2 separate regions of the Neogale vison genome follow, and region 1 is linked to region 2. Evidence: chromatin contacts called from public Hi-C data. All regions are on one chromosome and are shown on one strand. Each heading gives the region's core, a stretch centred on a gene start, on an enhancer-like site or on the middle of the called end of the contact. The rest is flanking DNA. Distances are from core to core; before and after follow the strand shown. Region 1 holds the start of NARS1 (asparagine--tRNA ligase, cytoplasmic). Region 2 holds the start of ATP8B1 (phospholipid-transporting ATPase IC).

The links. Hi-C and Micro-C count contacts between places; a contact is called where the count stands out from the background.
Region 1: a Hi-C map of fibroblasts shows a contact between it and region 2, with 2.8 times the contacts expected there. The contact joins the promoter of NARS1 here to the promoter of ATP8B1 in region 2. A contact is called at or near these places in 2 of 3 Hi-C or Micro-C datasets (fibroblasts and muscle).

What each region holds. Positions count from the first base shown.
Region 1 is chr3:141,267,220-141,271,127 of ASM_NN_V1, forward strand. It overlaps NARS1 (asparagine--tRNA ligase, cytoplasmic), which reads left to right and starts at 2,250. Exons shown (of 15, transcript XM_044242900.1): 1 at 2,250-2,388; 2 at 3,462-3,541. The coding sequence starts at 2,346.
Region 2 is chr3:141,129,288-141,133,201 of ASM_NN_V1, forward strand. It overlaps ATP8B1 (phospholipid-transporting ATPase IC), which reads left to right and starts at 2,417. Exons shown (of 28, transcript XM_044242898.1): 1 at 2,417-2,506.

The sequences.
Region 1 (3,908 bases), core at 1,000-3,499, 140 kb after region 2:
AGAAGAGCAATGCCATCCATTTTCATTTCATTTCATTCATTCAGTTTGTTCTTGGAAGTGACCCCTTTACGTGACACTGCAAGGAAAGTTCTGCTTCCTTGAGACTGTCAGCCAAACAGTGCACGAAGGGCAGTCCAGATGACGGTTTCTTAGTGCCGCCTGACTGGAGCCAGATGCAGCCAACTTGTGGCAAGGCAGCTGGGCGAATAAATACCCCGAGCTTACTGTCCCCCCTCTTGCTCTCCTGCTGTGCTCCCCTTTAGCTGTATCTGACCAGAAGACAGAACGTTGATGCAGTCCCCATCAGTCAGCCTCTGGGGGCCCAGGGCAGGGTGAAGAGGAGAACTTCATCCAGCTGGTGGCAGGCAGCCCCTAGGCTGGTTTCCACTGAGCCTCACCTCCTGGTCTTCACTGCTGTGTAGTCCTCTCCCGTGTTGTACGAGGGTTGGTCCATGTGACCAAAACAGTAAGTAGAAATGATGAAATGTCACCTCACTAATCAGGTGACAAGAGGCACCGCAGTTTGGGAAGGCAGCTTTCTAAGATGGCCACATCGACCTCACTTCCTAATAGGCATGCGCTGGTGTAAAACCCTTTCTTTGAGTGTAGGCTGGACCAGGTGACAGGATTCCAATAAAGCAGCATATGGTGAAGATTAGGGATGTCACTTCTGAGGATAGGTTACAAATGACTGTGGCTTCCGTCTTGTTTGCCCGCTCTGATGACGCTCGCTGCCTGATGGCGAGGCCCCCGTGTCAAAGAACTGAGCCCAACACTCAGCTGAGTGAGCGTGGTAGAGGATGCATCCCAGGTGAGACTTCAGAGTCTTAAAATATGAGGCCTGCAGTTCCAGCCCACACCTGGATTGTCGCCTTTTGAGAGGCCCAAGTTCCTGGTCCACAGACAACGCGAAAAGCCAAATGTTGTTTGAAGTTTGGGGTGATTTATTATACAGCAATAGGTAACTAATACAGCTTTCTCTCTCTCTGATCACTTGCTTTTGGAAATGTCAGCTGTCCTGTCATTAGAAGCACTATGGGGAGCCCATTCCGCAAAGAACCTAGGCCTTCTGCCAGCAGTCCTGTGAGTGAGCCTGGTAGCAGATTCTCACCTAGCCAAGCTTCAGAAGACTGTGGCCCCGGCCAACTTGATTCAGGAGACTCTGAGACCCAATCCCCAATGAAGCCACCCCTGGATTCGTCACTTTCAGAAACTGTGTGAAGTAATCAATGTTCATTGTCTTAAGCTCCAAAGTTTGGGATAATTTGCTTTGCAGCAACAGATAACGATTATATGTGTGGGCAAACACAAAAAGTTAGCAAAGAGGGAAAACGGGAAGTCCATGAAATTGGATGAAATACTCCTGAAGAGAAGTATTTGGTTCCTATTCTCCAGAGTCTTAACTTATGTTTGGAGTTATTTTTAGTTTCTCTCCTAATGCAAATAAGTTTTTCTTCCACTCAAAGATAAACTCTTGTATTTCACTCAACAAAGAATGATAATTTTAGCTACCCTTTATTTAGCATCTATTATGTGCTGGGCAGTGAATTTACACTATCCTTCACAAACAGGGAAATTAGCTTAGGTTGGGAACTTCTTCCCAAAGCACAGTAAGTAAAAGACAGAACCAGAGTTCCAAGCGGGTTTGAAGCCCTAGTTTTTCCCACAACATTATTACAGCCTTCCTAATAGCGATCCTTATAACTTTAAATAAAAGTATCAATAATCCGAATCATAAATACAGAAGTACTACATGTCCATGCACTTAGATTGCAAAATTAAATGGCCTTGATATTTCACAACAGGCAATGCACGTGAGGTAGGACTACTTTCACGCCCCTAACACCGGCTCGCACCCCTCCTCATGGCCGGTGCTCAATACACTTGATGATGACATTAAGTCCACAAGCATTCCAACATTTGGGGCTAAGGAACGAAATTGTTCTAGTTTCCAAAAGGGCCCCAGCGCACCTACAGCTGGGGGAGAAACTGGACAATTCAGTAGGAAAAGTAGGAAGATGGGGACCGAAGGCAGAGAAGACGGCTGCCCCCAGTGGGTCTAGGCGTCCAGGGAGTCCGGGGTCGCCGGGCCCCGGAGAGCCCGAGCGCGCCGGGACCGAGCGGCGGACCCGAGCGGCGGACCCGGAAGTTGCCTCTGCCCGGCTCAAAGATGGCGGCAGCAGCAACACCCGCCCACTTACCCTATCCTCCTGTAACCAATGGCGCCGCGACGCTCGGGTGACTCACTGGGGCGACCTATGCATGACGTTCTGATGCAACGTCCTAGTCGAGGAAGCCGCCGGTGCACGTTGGGGTGGTGACAAGGTGGCAGAGTGTTGGAGACGATGTCCTTGGAGGTGACCGGGCCGACCGCCGGGATGGTACTAGGTGAGTGAAGCTCGGGGGTCCCGGACTGTGTAAGTGGAGCGGGAACCCTACGTGGGCCAGGAACCGAGCTGCGGCAGATGGCCTGGCTTCGAGTGGGCGGTCCACTGATATTTGTACAGGAAAGATTGGAGGTGGGGGGAGGGTTGGGTGGGGGAGGGAGGAGCCTGGACCCCGGCTGGGCCGCGACTCTCTGGGCGGGGCCGGTCCCCCCTCGAGGCCCCCTCGGGCACCCCTACCCTGTCCGGCGACTGGGATGGCGGCCACTCCTCGCCCTGCCCCCCTGCAAACAGTCTGGTGATTCGGCTGAGACTTAGCCACCGCGAGGCACTATAAGACGCCCGAAGTACCCCCCAAATATGTAAGCTCTTCGAAGTGATCGTCCGGAAGGGACTCTTGAATTCTAATTCGCTTTCACACATCCTCATTTATATTGAGATTTGCAGGGAGACCGTGTGGTGCAATAGAAAAAGGAAAAACGGGACCAGGGTTGATGCTGGTGTTCACACTTAATTAGTTGTAAGGTCTTGTGCAATTCGTTAAGCTCAGAGCTTCATTTCCTTTAAAGATCAGAAGGAAGTGGTATTTATTTGACATCGGTGCACTCTCACTGGGATAGCTGATTGATACGTGTTACTTCATTACGTCCTCCCTACAGACCTTCAAGATGAGTATTGTTTTTCCCCCTCATTTCCTAGACAAATAAGCTCAGATGGGTTAAGTGAATTCCCCGGAGTCACCCTGGCTTTTAAGGTACAACATCCAACATTCGAGTCTGGGCTGGCCAACTTCAAAGCCTTCATCAAGGAGCTAGAAGCAGTATCACAAATTAAAATCATCAAAGTTCATTTTGAAAAGCCAGATTTGTAGCTAGTATGTTTTTATGGGATAGATGTCACTGAATTAGAGGCGTGGGAAAGAATCATGATATAATTTCTTTTGGCCCGTGGTAATTTTTACTAATCAGATGCTTGTTCTGTTTACAAAGATAAAGAATGCATGAAGTCATTACAGTATGAAATGACTAATAATTACCGGCCAAATGAATAACTCATTCTCCTTTTGTAAAACAGCAGAGCTCTATGTCTCCGATCGAGAGGGAAATGATGCTACAGGTGATGGAACCAAGGAGAAACCTTTTAAAACGGGCTTAAAGGTAGTATTTCTTCTCATTGAGAAAATGACTACATTTATTAATGACTAGTGTCTTGTTAATATCTGACTTGCCAATAATTGTATCTCAGGCACCAGATTTTGGAGAGAATTTTCAGAAAAGAGAAAACGAGGAATGTATACAGCTGTGTAGCTTTAAGAGTATTGGGTGAATAAGTCTAAACTTATATTTGAACATTTTTAACATATGTCTTCTTTTTTTCCGTATCCTGCTGAGAGAATATGCTAAATTCACTTGAGGATTTTAGATCCTGAGAAGTAATAGTACATTAGTAAATTAGCATCCCAGACTCATGAGTTACTGAGTGTGTGCTCCGAGAAATGAGTCCGTTCGTAGTGTACGGATATCA
Region 2 (3,914 bases), core at 1,167-3,666:
AAAGAAGGGATCCTTCCTTTAGTCTAGAATTCTCTCTTGACTCTTAGGTGTACCGGCCTTTCTCCTGGTGGGGCAGAGCCCTCCTCAGTGGCCTGTCTTCCTTCTGACTCTGCTGTTCCTACTAACGCCAGCACCTAGCTTGGCGAACTTGGCTCATCTTCGTGTTTCTGTCTGCCAGTCAGTTGTAGATTCTGGCCACTCTGCGCCCTGCCATTACTCCTGATGCTGTCCCTGAAAGTTCCTCCTCCTTCCAGTGGCGAGTCCTTCGGGCCCACATTATGTTGCTTTACTAGCTTCTTAAATGGTACCCTCATCTTCAGTCTTACTTTTCAAACTAGTCTAGTTATTTTCCTTAGAACACAACACAGATCGTGCAATAGTTGTGATCATACATTTTCAATGGTTTGGAAGTGCTGTCAAAAGGAAGCCCAAACTCCTTAACCTGCCCCTCCAGCCCTATGGACAGCTGTTGCATGTCAGCCAACTGGTTTTCCCCATTGCTGTTCACTGGTCCCTATGTTTTCCAGCTTCTGTACCTTTGCTCTGCTGTTGGGTTCAGAAAATGGAAGGAACCATTTGAGGTCATCCATTCCAGTCTCATTCTACAGATGAGGAAACTGAGGCCCATAGAGATTAAGTGACTGACCAGCCCACTTGCTCAGAAGTCAAGTGTGACAGGATGCCTGGTTGGCTTAGTGGGTGGGGCATGTGACTTTTTTTTTTTTAAGATTTTATTTATTTATTTGACAGAGATCTCAAGTAGGCAGAGAGACAGGCAGAGAGAGAGGAGGAAGCAGGCTCGCTGCTGAACAGAGAGGGGCATGTGACTCTTGATCTTGGGGTCGTAAATTCAAGCCTCACGTTGGGCATAGAGATTACTTAAAAATAAAAAAATCAAGAGTGTCTAATGGAAAAGAAACTCAGGGCAGTTTAGGGTTTAACGATACCAGTGGAATCTTTCACATATGTGGAGGAAGAATAGTGGGGCTATTCTTTGAATATCCTCTCCACCCAACTCTGATCCCTGAAAGTGTAGGCTCTCCCAGCCCCAAATGCAGCGTGGCCTCCTCAGAAAAGGCTTCCTTAAGCCCCCAGGTGGGCGTCCGAACTCTCAGGCCCAGGACCTGAAACCCTGATCTGCAGGTAACTAGATATTTATCTGCAAATTCTATTTTCCTTACTACACCTTAGGCAAACTTTTTTTTTTTTTTTGACGATTTTATTTATTTGACAGAGACACAGTGAGAAAGGGTACACAATCGGGGCGAGGGGCAGAGGGAGAAGCAGGATTCCTGATGCGGGACTCGATCCCAAGACTCTGGGATCTTGACCTGAACCCACGGCAGAGGCTTAACGACTGAGCCACCCAGGCGCCCCGAAGCAAACTCTTCAATTCATCTTTGACTTTCCTCCATTCCCTTTAGAGACTCTTCCATTGTGGATGAGCAGTAAACTTCTGCTGAACCGAGTTTCCAGTGTGCGGTACACACACTGTTGAGGAGGCAAGATTCACAAACCCAGACACCAGCCCGGAGTCCCAAATTTCCAGCTACGGCGTGCCATTTCGGCTGCTTAGACCCCAACCCCCTAAGGGCGCAGGAGGTCGGTCCCCGCAGAAGGCCTGCTTGCTGCCACCCCAGAATAAGTTTCTCCAGGTCTTTCGGTGTGGTCCCTTTCCCCACCCTCCGCGCGGTGAACCGCGACGCGCGCTGGGTGACCGGTCCTGGAACGTGACTTGGCGTCGAGAGTGTACGGCTCCCCTTACCGAGGGAGGTCAGGTCCCAGGCAGGCCGCGGCCCGGCCAGCTTTCCGGGCTGGCGCGGTCACCGACCCCGGGTGGCGGCCAGGCTGGCGGAGGGCGGCGGGAAAATGACGCGAGGCTGGTGGGGCGGGGTGGCGAGCGCGGCCCCCAGGGAGGCGGGGGCGCCGGAGAAGCCGACAGCGACAGCAGCTGCCAGGTCGCGGGTCGGGCGAGGCCGGCGACGCGCTCCGGGGACGGCCGGGGTGCCCACCTGCCGCCAGCGCGCACGGAGGGCGCCAGGCAGGATCTGGGCCTGGTGTACCCGCCCCAGGGGCTCCCCGTCCAGCCCCTCTCCGCCCCCGGGAGGGACAAAGGGAGGGCGGACGGCCGGGCCCGCCCCCAGCCCCAGCCCCGCCGCGGCTGGCGGAGAGAGACTGGAGACACCACCCCAGAGCGGAGAAACCAGTTTGGCCGGTCCGGGGGTGCGGAGGGAAAAGGGCGGCCGCTGAGGACGGGCGCACGGACGCGGGGCGGGAGAAGGCGGGGGAGCCACTGGGGAGAGGCTAGAGCCAGAGGAGCCGCCGCCAACTGGACACGCTTCTCGGGGCCCAGAGCCAGCCCCCGTGCGCCATGAAGCGCTAGCGCGGCCGCCGGGGCTGGAGCCAGGCGGTGGCGGTGGCGGTGGCTGCGGCGGCCAGGTGCGCAGCGAGCGCGCGGAGGGGCGCGCCCCCGGCGGATGTCCCAGCCGGGGCCAGAGAGCGCCAGGTAAGGAGGGGAGCGGCGCGGAGCCCCCAAAGTTCCCCACCCGGGGGATCCCGCGGTGTCCCACAGGTCCTCTGGCCGCCCCGGAGCTGGCGGACTCCCGGGATCCGGGATGCGGTGGCCCCAGCTGTCCGCGCCCTCCGGCTCCGGAGCCCACAGGGGTGGGATTCAGGTGGGGGCTGTAGGAAACTTGGCGGCCTCGGGGATGGAGAGGCACAGCTGGCCGGACGGGCAGCTCCCAGGAGACGTCCAGGAGGTTTCACCTGCCGGGAGGAGAGGGAACTCGCAGGTGGCGTTTGGGTTGTTTGGGTTTGCCACGCACATGTCTGGGGTTAAGCTTTAAGGGGCGAGCCAGGCAGGCTTTGCAGAGCCTCAAGGCTCTCCCTTGAGGGGAGAGCCGCTGGTTTCCTGCCGTGTCTGCCGCGCCTCTGGAAGTCTCCCGTGGCCAAGTTCTGTTGGGGCCCCCTTTGGGAGCCGATGCCAACGTGTCTGAAAAAGACCTTAGGACCTCATGTACCAGGCGCACCTGCGGGGAGGGATGGAGGGCGCCTGCTGCAGGGCCAGGTACGCTCCTGGCATCTTTCGTGAGCTTTAACGCAGGTCGGGAGGTGATGGGGAAGAGGGACACTTTTCCCGGTGATAGTAGGGTCGTCTCAGCCAACTCCGGTGGCACCGCCACAGGCCATCTCCTTCCCTCCCCAGTGTGATGCCCGGCGCTGTCACTTCGCGGCTGTGCGTGCGGGGCGGCAGCTTGTCGCCGCGGAGGTGGCAGGGAATGGCGAGTGTTTCAACCCTCCGCTTCCCCACACACCCCCCAGGGAGAGAAGAGCCTTCAGTTGTCCGCCCCGCTTCTCCGGGGGGTTGTGCGCGTAGGGTCCCGGAACGCGGCTGGGGAGGCGGATTGGCCACAGATGTAGGGGGAGGACGAGAGGGCGGAGGGGATGCGGAACGCGGGAGGGGAGTTGACACGCGCGGGTCTGGGGCTCCTGGGCGGCATTTCCGCCTCGCGAGTGCCGCCCAATCCCACCTGACCCCTCCCGCCTGCCCGCGGTGCCCCCCGGCCGAGTCCCAGTCCTCGTTCAGCGCCCGCCGCCGCCGGGCTCCTTTCCCGGAAACTGCCCGCCCCGTTGGCGTGAGAAAAGATTCTCTCCCATCTTCCTGGTTGCGTTGCCTTCAGATTTCTGCCTCGACTCCTTGAGCATTGCAGGAGACAGCACGGGCGACGAGCCTGGACATCGCCAGGCGCGCAGTACGCTATGGGCGAAGGTTGACTGCTTTTAGGAACAAAAACTGAAAATGTGTGATAAAATCTCCAGGGATGGTGAATGCTAGAGTGTATAAAAAAGAGAAAGCACAAAATGTGAATTTTCACGGTCTCCAGAGCACTTTGGTGTTAGACCTAAAATGCCAT